2 separate regions of the Gossypium hirsutum genome follow, and region 1 is linked to region 2. The links are chromatin contacts, called in public Hi-C maps. All regions are on one chromosome and are shown on one strand. Each heading gives the region's core, a stretch centred on a gene start, on an enhancer-like site or on the middle of the called end of the contact. The rest is flanking DNA. Distances are from core to core; before and after follow the strand shown.

Region 1 (4,066 bases), core at 536-3,035, 53 kb before region 2:
GATTTTATTATACATTAATGTAAAAATTTTAAAATTATAAAAAGATTAAAGGTGAAAATTTTCATTTTAAAGAGGATCGGGCCCCTTGCTTAAGTATGTTTATATGAAAAAAATTATCAAAATATTCATATATATATATAATAAATTATATTATGATGAGTGTGTTTTTATTTTATTTTTTTATATTTTATAAATCAATAAAATTTTACCTATAATAATATTTGAATAAAAAATATTATGCAGCATAATTTGATTTTTAAATGAGTTTTAGATAAATATATTTGTTGACCAATATCGTGAGTGTGACACACAACTCAATTGTAAAATTACCCATTACCAAATACCAAAACAAGAAACTGAGTCACCAGCAACGGAGGGCGGTATGATTTACAGGTTCTCAACCTTACCAACAACAATGGAGAAAACCATTTCACAGAACTGAGTAAACATTCATCATTGTTAAAGTTACCCATGTCAATCAACAACAATGGCTTCACGTTGCAGCCTAAATTTGATCCAATAAAGAGTAAGATTCTAAGATAAAACACCAGATTCAAGAGAGTCGACAACCATTTTTGTCAATTTATCAGACAAGATGCACAATTCATTATATCTGAAAAGTGGGTTGTGTAGGTAAATCACTAAATTCTCAATATGAATAAAAACAAAAAACAAAATTCACCATTATCAAAATCTAATCCAAATCTCACCCATTATCATCCCCACCACTATACAACCCATCTAAAAAAAATTACTTAATTCAAGAAATTTGAAAGTAGAAAAAAGAAAACGTTTATTTTTTAATGGAACTAACCAGATAGTCTAAGCATGCACAGGACCTGGAGCCACCAGAACCGGAGTAGGCTGATTGTAGGGAGGCACTGGAAGCACTGCAGGAGGAGGAGGAGGAGTAGATTGTGGTGGAGGATTTGGGTTAGCGTCAGGCGGCGGAGGTGTAGGAGTAGGGTCCTGGACAGCTGGTGGTGGTGGGTTAGCAGTAGGGATTGAGGTAGGTGGTGAGTTAGGGGAGGTGGGCTGGTTAGACCCAATGGCAGGAGGAGGAGGATTGTAAGAGGAGGAGGAAGAAGAAAAGGGTGGCGAATTAGGGGTGGAGATAGGGTTAGGGAAGAAATTAGGAGAAGGACAAGAGTCACCACCGGAGCATTTGTGTGAGTGCGACTTATGGTGACGAAGCAGCCCGAATCCCAAGACAAGACCCAATACCACCAACGCTGTAACTATGAAGATGAAGATCTTTGTTGCTTTCCCCACATAACACATTTTGCTTTTGTACTAGGAGGAGAAAAGCATAAATTAGTAGAGTGAGCTTAAAAAAAAACCAGCAAATCTGAAACGGGGTGTGTTTTGGTTTGGTTTAGTGAAGATAGGATGTTGGTTGGGTCGGGTTTCCATTGTGAGTTTGGTGAGGGAAGTTGGACTTGGGATCCAAGGGGTGAAAAAGGTTATGTGATCATTGCACGTGAAGGCCATTTCAAGAGAGAAAAAAAATTGAACTCTGCAATGCTTCCAAAATTGTGCTCAATGCTCAATCTTTTAGAACTATAGCTCAAGGCTCTAGACTTGTAGTTGTAGAGATTGGGTTATTAATTAAGAAAGAATGGTTTTAAGGAGTTAATCAGATAAATCAATGTAGCGTTAGAGTTTAACCTTTGGGGGAATATTTTGGGAATCGAGCCGGAGACTGACAGGCATGTCTGCTATGTCGGATGGAGGTGGTTGCTGCATAGGGCTGGGGTGGAGATTACCCTTTCATAAACAGCTCCCGTATTCCCCTTATCTGTATAATCTATGACTATAACCTATAACAATAACTCTAACTGTCTACTATATTTTACTAGACAATGACTGTAATGCACCAAAATTATGGGTCGCTAAATAAAAAAGAGTTTTCATTTAAGATATCAGTATGTTAATATTGAAGTTATATCATTTTCTCTTGTTACACAGTTTTTTACCAATCAATTTTTTTTCTCTTTCTTTTATATAATTCATTTTTTTTGCGTGAAACAATTTTAGACTTCACAAAGTAAACCAAATTTCAAATAAATTTTTTTAATTAATCTTCGACATTGACGATAATATCAACATAGGTCTAAGGTATGTTTTTGTACTTATTGATGGGTACTGATCGTCAACTTGCCGTTGGGAGATCTCTAGCTAAACTTTAAAAAAAAATTTAACAGTCCAATGACTTAAATAAAAACTTTTAAATAGTTTAGTGATCAAATTATAACTTTTTTCTTTAATTAAGTAACCAAAACAAAAATTTATCCCTAATTTAGTAATGAATAATATGATTTACTCTGTTTTTTTTATAGGAGAGGAGTAGAGGTGATATATGATGTATTATATGTGTAAATTTGTAGACGACAATTTATAAATATAAAATTAACATTTTACCAACGAATGTTAATGATTAGTTTAGGAATTGAATAGTATACTTTTTGCTTAAATTAAATAATTAAATACTAAAAGGATCTCATTTACCCAATCATTTAAATGCCAAGATTCTCTTATTTCGTAATTAAATGATGAGAGTTCAAACTAAACAAAAGTTATTTAATTTTGTTTATACTATCATGTTGTAATTAAATTGTGATAGATGATTTTTTTTTGGTTAAATTTTGTTATTTTTGACATCTATTCTTTTAATTATTTTAATTAATTAAATTTTATAAATAATATTTTTAAGAATCATTCCATTCAATGTTCTTAAAATTGTTGGACCATTTTCACTATATGTATTTTTTAATAACTGTAAATGAAAAGTTATAAGTAATCAAAAGTTATGTCACATGATTATTAACAAATAATTATAATTATGTAGATATCTATTGAATACTTATATTTTTTTTGCTAAAGATATGACTATTTATTAGGGTAGTTATGTCCCTATGAAGAGACACGAGACTTCTTATAAATAGAAGTGCAATTTCATTTGTATGACGCACCCAAGAAAACATAGAAAGAAAATTTCTTTTTACTCTCCCACCATTTTTTTTTATATTTCTAGTTTGTTCTATAAAGAATTATTGCAGAAATTCTTTATAGAAATTGATATTCTTGCTATGCTCCGCTCAATGCTAAGTGGACTATTTCCGTCAGTGCAACACATCGACAGTCATTGGACTTCATTGTATCATCGAGGTTTAATTGCCAGTAACTCTTTTGCACACCAAAGTATAGGTGGGGGCATATAGAACTTTAAAGAAAGTGGCATTGATACACGCCTTGAAAGCTTTATTAATTTATCATAAATTTAATTTATCCCTACACACTAACAATTTTAAAGTTCTATTTTTGCAAATTATGAGAAATTAAATTCACCGTGCGTTCACATGCCCCTACAATCATGGTACTATGAAGATGGCTATCAGTAATGACACAATATTGAGATCAGTGATCTAACTATTAATTTAGAAGAAATCTTTGTAGCAGTGAGATGTACATCAAATTTTTGGTTTACTATTATTGCATGAATTGAATTTTATGATTATTTTCTATTGAGATTAATTATATTATGCAAAAAGTATAAGTGTCTCATGGATTAGTTTTTGATAAACTCAAATTCTAGTTTATTATATACATGATATACATGCATAGTTATGATTGGTACATAATTATATAATATATGATTTGCATATATTTTTACAATCATGAAAAGGAGGAAGAAAGGAAGTTAATGAAAATTTTAAGCAATGCAAGAAAATAATGTTTCAATTGGTGCCTTAAGCTAAAAACATATGTTTGTTCGATGATTTCAAATCCAAATAACTATGTCTATTTAGTAAACTTCCAAACATGAAAAGTTATGACTTTTCAATAAGGCACATATGTACGTATTGGTACCTCATATATAGATGCTTGGTTGGAGTTAAATTCAATTAATTCATATTATATTCAATTTGTAAGTGAAATATTTAGTACAAAAGTATTGTTTTTTTTATGATACTAATATAATGATTTAAATGAACAAATAAATTCATATATTAAATCATTATATTAGTAACTAGCATTTGGATGATATTGATAAAACATTATTTTC
Region 2 (3,787 bases), core at 1,211-3,710:
TTCAATAGCAAACATCGTTATAACGAATATATTAAACTTAATCGTTTTTCTTAAAAGTCCTAAGTTTTTCTAAAAAGAGACCAAAACTCCTTTCTAAAATAAATAAATGTTTAAAATTAACTGTTTTTAAAACTCTGATAATTCTATTAGGCCATTTCGGTGGCTGATGTAATCTCTCGAATTTGAGTCTAACGTCTAGGCCGGGTTGGGGAGGTTACAAAAGCTGCTAGATGAACATACAAAACAGATGGAGTAGAAGTAACAGTGTTGGAAGCCGTAGGGATTTTAAGTGCTACCGTGAATTGTGTGAGGAACGTTAGAAGGTGAGAGGCTGCTTGTAAATATTGGTTCAACGATTGAGTAGATGGAATGCTTTGAGTGATGTTTATGCCAGAGGAAGATCTAGGGTTGGTTGGATTGGTAGAGTTCATTGGGGCAAAGAAGTTGGCTAGGTTGGTGGGGTTAACTATTGGGTTGAGGAGAGCATAAGTCTGGGATCGAGAAGCCATGGTGTTCACGTTCGCCATACCAATTTTTGATGTTGGGTATTAACAATGGAGGAAACACAGAGGAGGATGTGGTGGTACTAATGGAGGTCGCTTCACCCAATCTCGATGAAGAGCTAGAGGAGGAAAGTGAGCAAAGAAGTTGAGGCTATAGAAGGTATTCCGAATGCAATAAGAAGACTTGAATTCTTGAGAGTTGGTTATTTCTTCATTGTGCTGGGAGTATTTATAGGGGAGGTTCTGTGTCCGGTGGTATTGGCGTGGTAGATCTGCTATCATGCCATCATTGTGGGTCATATGGGAGGATGTCTATGAGGGGACACATTCTATCATTCCTTCAAAACCATATGGCAGAATAGTTAAGCCCACGTAGGGTTTGGTGGCCTAAAAAGTTACATTTTGAATAAAAGAGCGGGTGCCGAGTGAAGACCCTTTATAGAAAACAGATGGTCGACTAGGATCTTTCCAAAGAAGACAGAAGGTTGGGTGGTTGTCTTGCAGGGATGACTGAGTAAGACCCTTTCAGGGAAGACAGAAGGTTGGCTAGAATCAAGCCTTCAGGGCTATCGATCAATCATTTAGTGACTAGTCGTTTGGTAGCAAGCGGAAAGGTGTATTCCGAGTAACTTGTTGTGTTGCCACATGTCTTAAGCTGGAGAGGATATAACAATTAGTATTATGCTAAAAATGTTTGAGAACTCACCAAGATTGAGAAGAATACTTTTCAAGGAGGAAGACATAATGGTAGAATGTCTTATATCATGCCAAAGAATCTATTTGGCCAATTGACTCGAAAGGTTTGTTATATTTACAAATGTTACAAAAAAGAAAATGCTATATGCCTAATTTGATGATCTTTATTTATTTCAAATGAATTTTTAAATTTACATTTCTTAAAGTGATTTCATATGATTCAGTTACCATGTATAGATTTATAGTAAAGCATCACAAATAAGTTTGCTTAATTAATGAAGCAAAGCTCATTAAAAAGGGGTACACTGATGTCAATGGTTCAAATTGTGATATGATATTTACAAATAAATTTCAAATAGTGATAATTTGTGGAGTAAACTGTAATCGTTAATACATAAATATCATTTTTTTTCAATTTTAGGTGATTTTTAATACTTTTTAAAATTTTATGAACATTTTAAAATTTTATGAATTTTTCGCATAACTATAATTTTTAAAAAATATTTTTATAATTATGAATTTCCATATTTTTATGAATTTTTTTATATTTTAGAATTTTTAATTTTTTTAAATTTTAAAAAAAATAAAAAAGTATTAAATTGACATTTTAGTTATAATTTAACGATCAAATTAGCTTTTAAGGATATGAGTTAAAAACCGAGTTCACGGGCAAGTGGCTAAAATGTCATAAACCGATAATTTTAGTGATCACTTTTGTAACTTTTTATAATTGGGTAGATAAAAACACTAAAACTTACTAATAAATGAATGGCTAATTGTATATCGAAATCATTTTTTTCTCATGCAAACTGGTTTTAAACTAATAAACGGTCAACGTAGTTAAAGAGTATATTTGATCAATTTTATTAGTTTAGAGACTAATTTGATAGAAGTTCGGAAATATTTAATTATTTTTTAAAAAAATTCCAAAGGCTAAATTTTTCCTTCAGCGTATATTATTTTGAAAACTTTAATTTATTTTTTCCGGAGTATATAATATTTAAACCGCAGAATCAATTCGTAGGTTTACTAATACAATTATCCATTGTTGTTGCTGTAGAAGTCCCACTTTCCCAACTTGTCTCACCAGTTACGATGATCACACTACATCATTGTAAGATTTCACAATTTCGGGTTGTCCGGTCTCGGGTTCTTCGGGCGAGACAGTCGGCTGGATGCATGGCTTTGAAATTCACTATTGATGCGAGTTCATGAACGGCTTCAGCGATTTCCTGGGTACAGTTGACCACATCGATTAACAAGGAAGCTACAGTGGCCACTGGTACAACTCGCGAGAGGTCCATATTATCATCCCATAAACCTACAGATGATTTGAGCAACGAGTTCAAACTCTTGGCTGCAGATTTTGAGTTTTGGATATGGATATCAGCAGGAAATGGTTTCACCATTGTTTTGATTGAGAGTGCTAATTCCTTCAATGCTTTACCAGATTCCAAGCTCATTTTCACCATGTCTCTTTGATTTTACTTGGAATTTCTACTTTTGCCTGCAACATAAGATGATAACTTAATCTAAACTTTATTGTATTTTCTTTTTGTCTTGTTAGAATTTAGAATAGTTGTTAGAATTTAGAATAGCTGAAGAATTTGGGACCAGAATTTAGGTGTCCATTAAGAGATTCAATTCGATAGGCACAGTAGCGTATCAGAGCTCTAATCTTGACGTACTGTTTCCATGAATGTCGAAATTGAAATCGACCATGCATCGGTTCCCATCTTGCAAAATTAGCCTAAAAATGACAATTAACAAGGCTAAGTGAATTAATATCAGATACCCAAAGCTTTTCTTATCTTTAGCTTTTAATTCACTTACCAATGCATCTTCATTATTTTTAGAATTAAGAACAGTTTAATATCGCTGTAAGATGGATTTATCTTGTTTGGAATTAGCCATTTCACAAGTAATCATCTGCAAAACCTGCAAAAAAATGTGTTTGGTTAAAGGGAAAATATAAATACGGAGAATAACTGCTAATTTTAATTAGTGGAGTAGAGGAGATGAATGGGGACCTTCTAGGAAGCTGCCAAGCTTTTCCATGTTGGAAGCAATTAAGATATGGAGGTCTTCACCAGCCCAGACAGGGAAAACCATAATGGAGACTATGATACAAGTGAAGCTACCTAAGAGGATGGTTGATAATCTCTTGTAAGCCAGTTCCAATATCTCATTGTCTTGATAACCTGAGACAGATATGAAAACGAATGTCAACGTAAATATCAACAACCCATAATCATATCTTGCGTTGATTTTGGGAAAGAATCTTGCAAACGTAAACACCCTGGCTGCCATTGACAAAGACGCATGCATATATTATATCCCATTGAGAAAGCAAAATTGTGAATTAATATTTTGTCAAATGATTTCAGTTTACCTTGGAGGAAGACAAAGAAGCCAAGTACTATTGGCTCACCTATGCATCTAGATGATGAGCCCCAACCGTTAGAGTGTTAGGAATAACTACACGTTCGGTTATTAGTTATTGTTAGTTATAAAGTTGTTATTAATTGCAGTTAGTTAGCTTCATCTTGTATTAAATATAGGTCACTAGTTTGAGTAATACAACAGAG

Evidence for each region. A called contact is a pair of places that touch in the nucleus more often than the background predicts.
Region 1: a Hi-C map of anther shows a contact between it and region 2, with 2.9 times the contacts expected there. The contact joins the promoter of LOC121215944 here to the enhancer-like site in region 2. A contact is called at or near these places in 5 of 34 Hi-C or Micro-C datasets (anther, leaf and seedling).

The regions. Positions count from the first base shown.
Region 1 is chrD04:52,670,997-52,675,062 of Gossypium_hirsutum_v2.1, reverse strand. It overlaps LOC121215944 (pollen-specific leucine-rich repeat extensin-like protein 3), which reads right to left and starts at 1,785. Exons shown (of 3, transcript XM_041090852.1): 1 at 1,669-1,785; 2 at 815-1,293; 3 at 304-505. The coding sequence starts at 1,746. The coding sequence ends at 823.
Region 2 is chrD04:52,618,549-52,622,335 of Gossypium_hirsutum_v2.1, reverse strand. It overlaps the pseudogene LOC107898090. Among protein-coding and RNA genes, the nearest start is that of LOC107898927, 10 kb to the left of the region's middle. Within about 2 kb of position 2,460, at least 4 of the 9 cell types and tissues checked have an H3K27ac peak or open chromatin away from gene starts, as enhancers often do.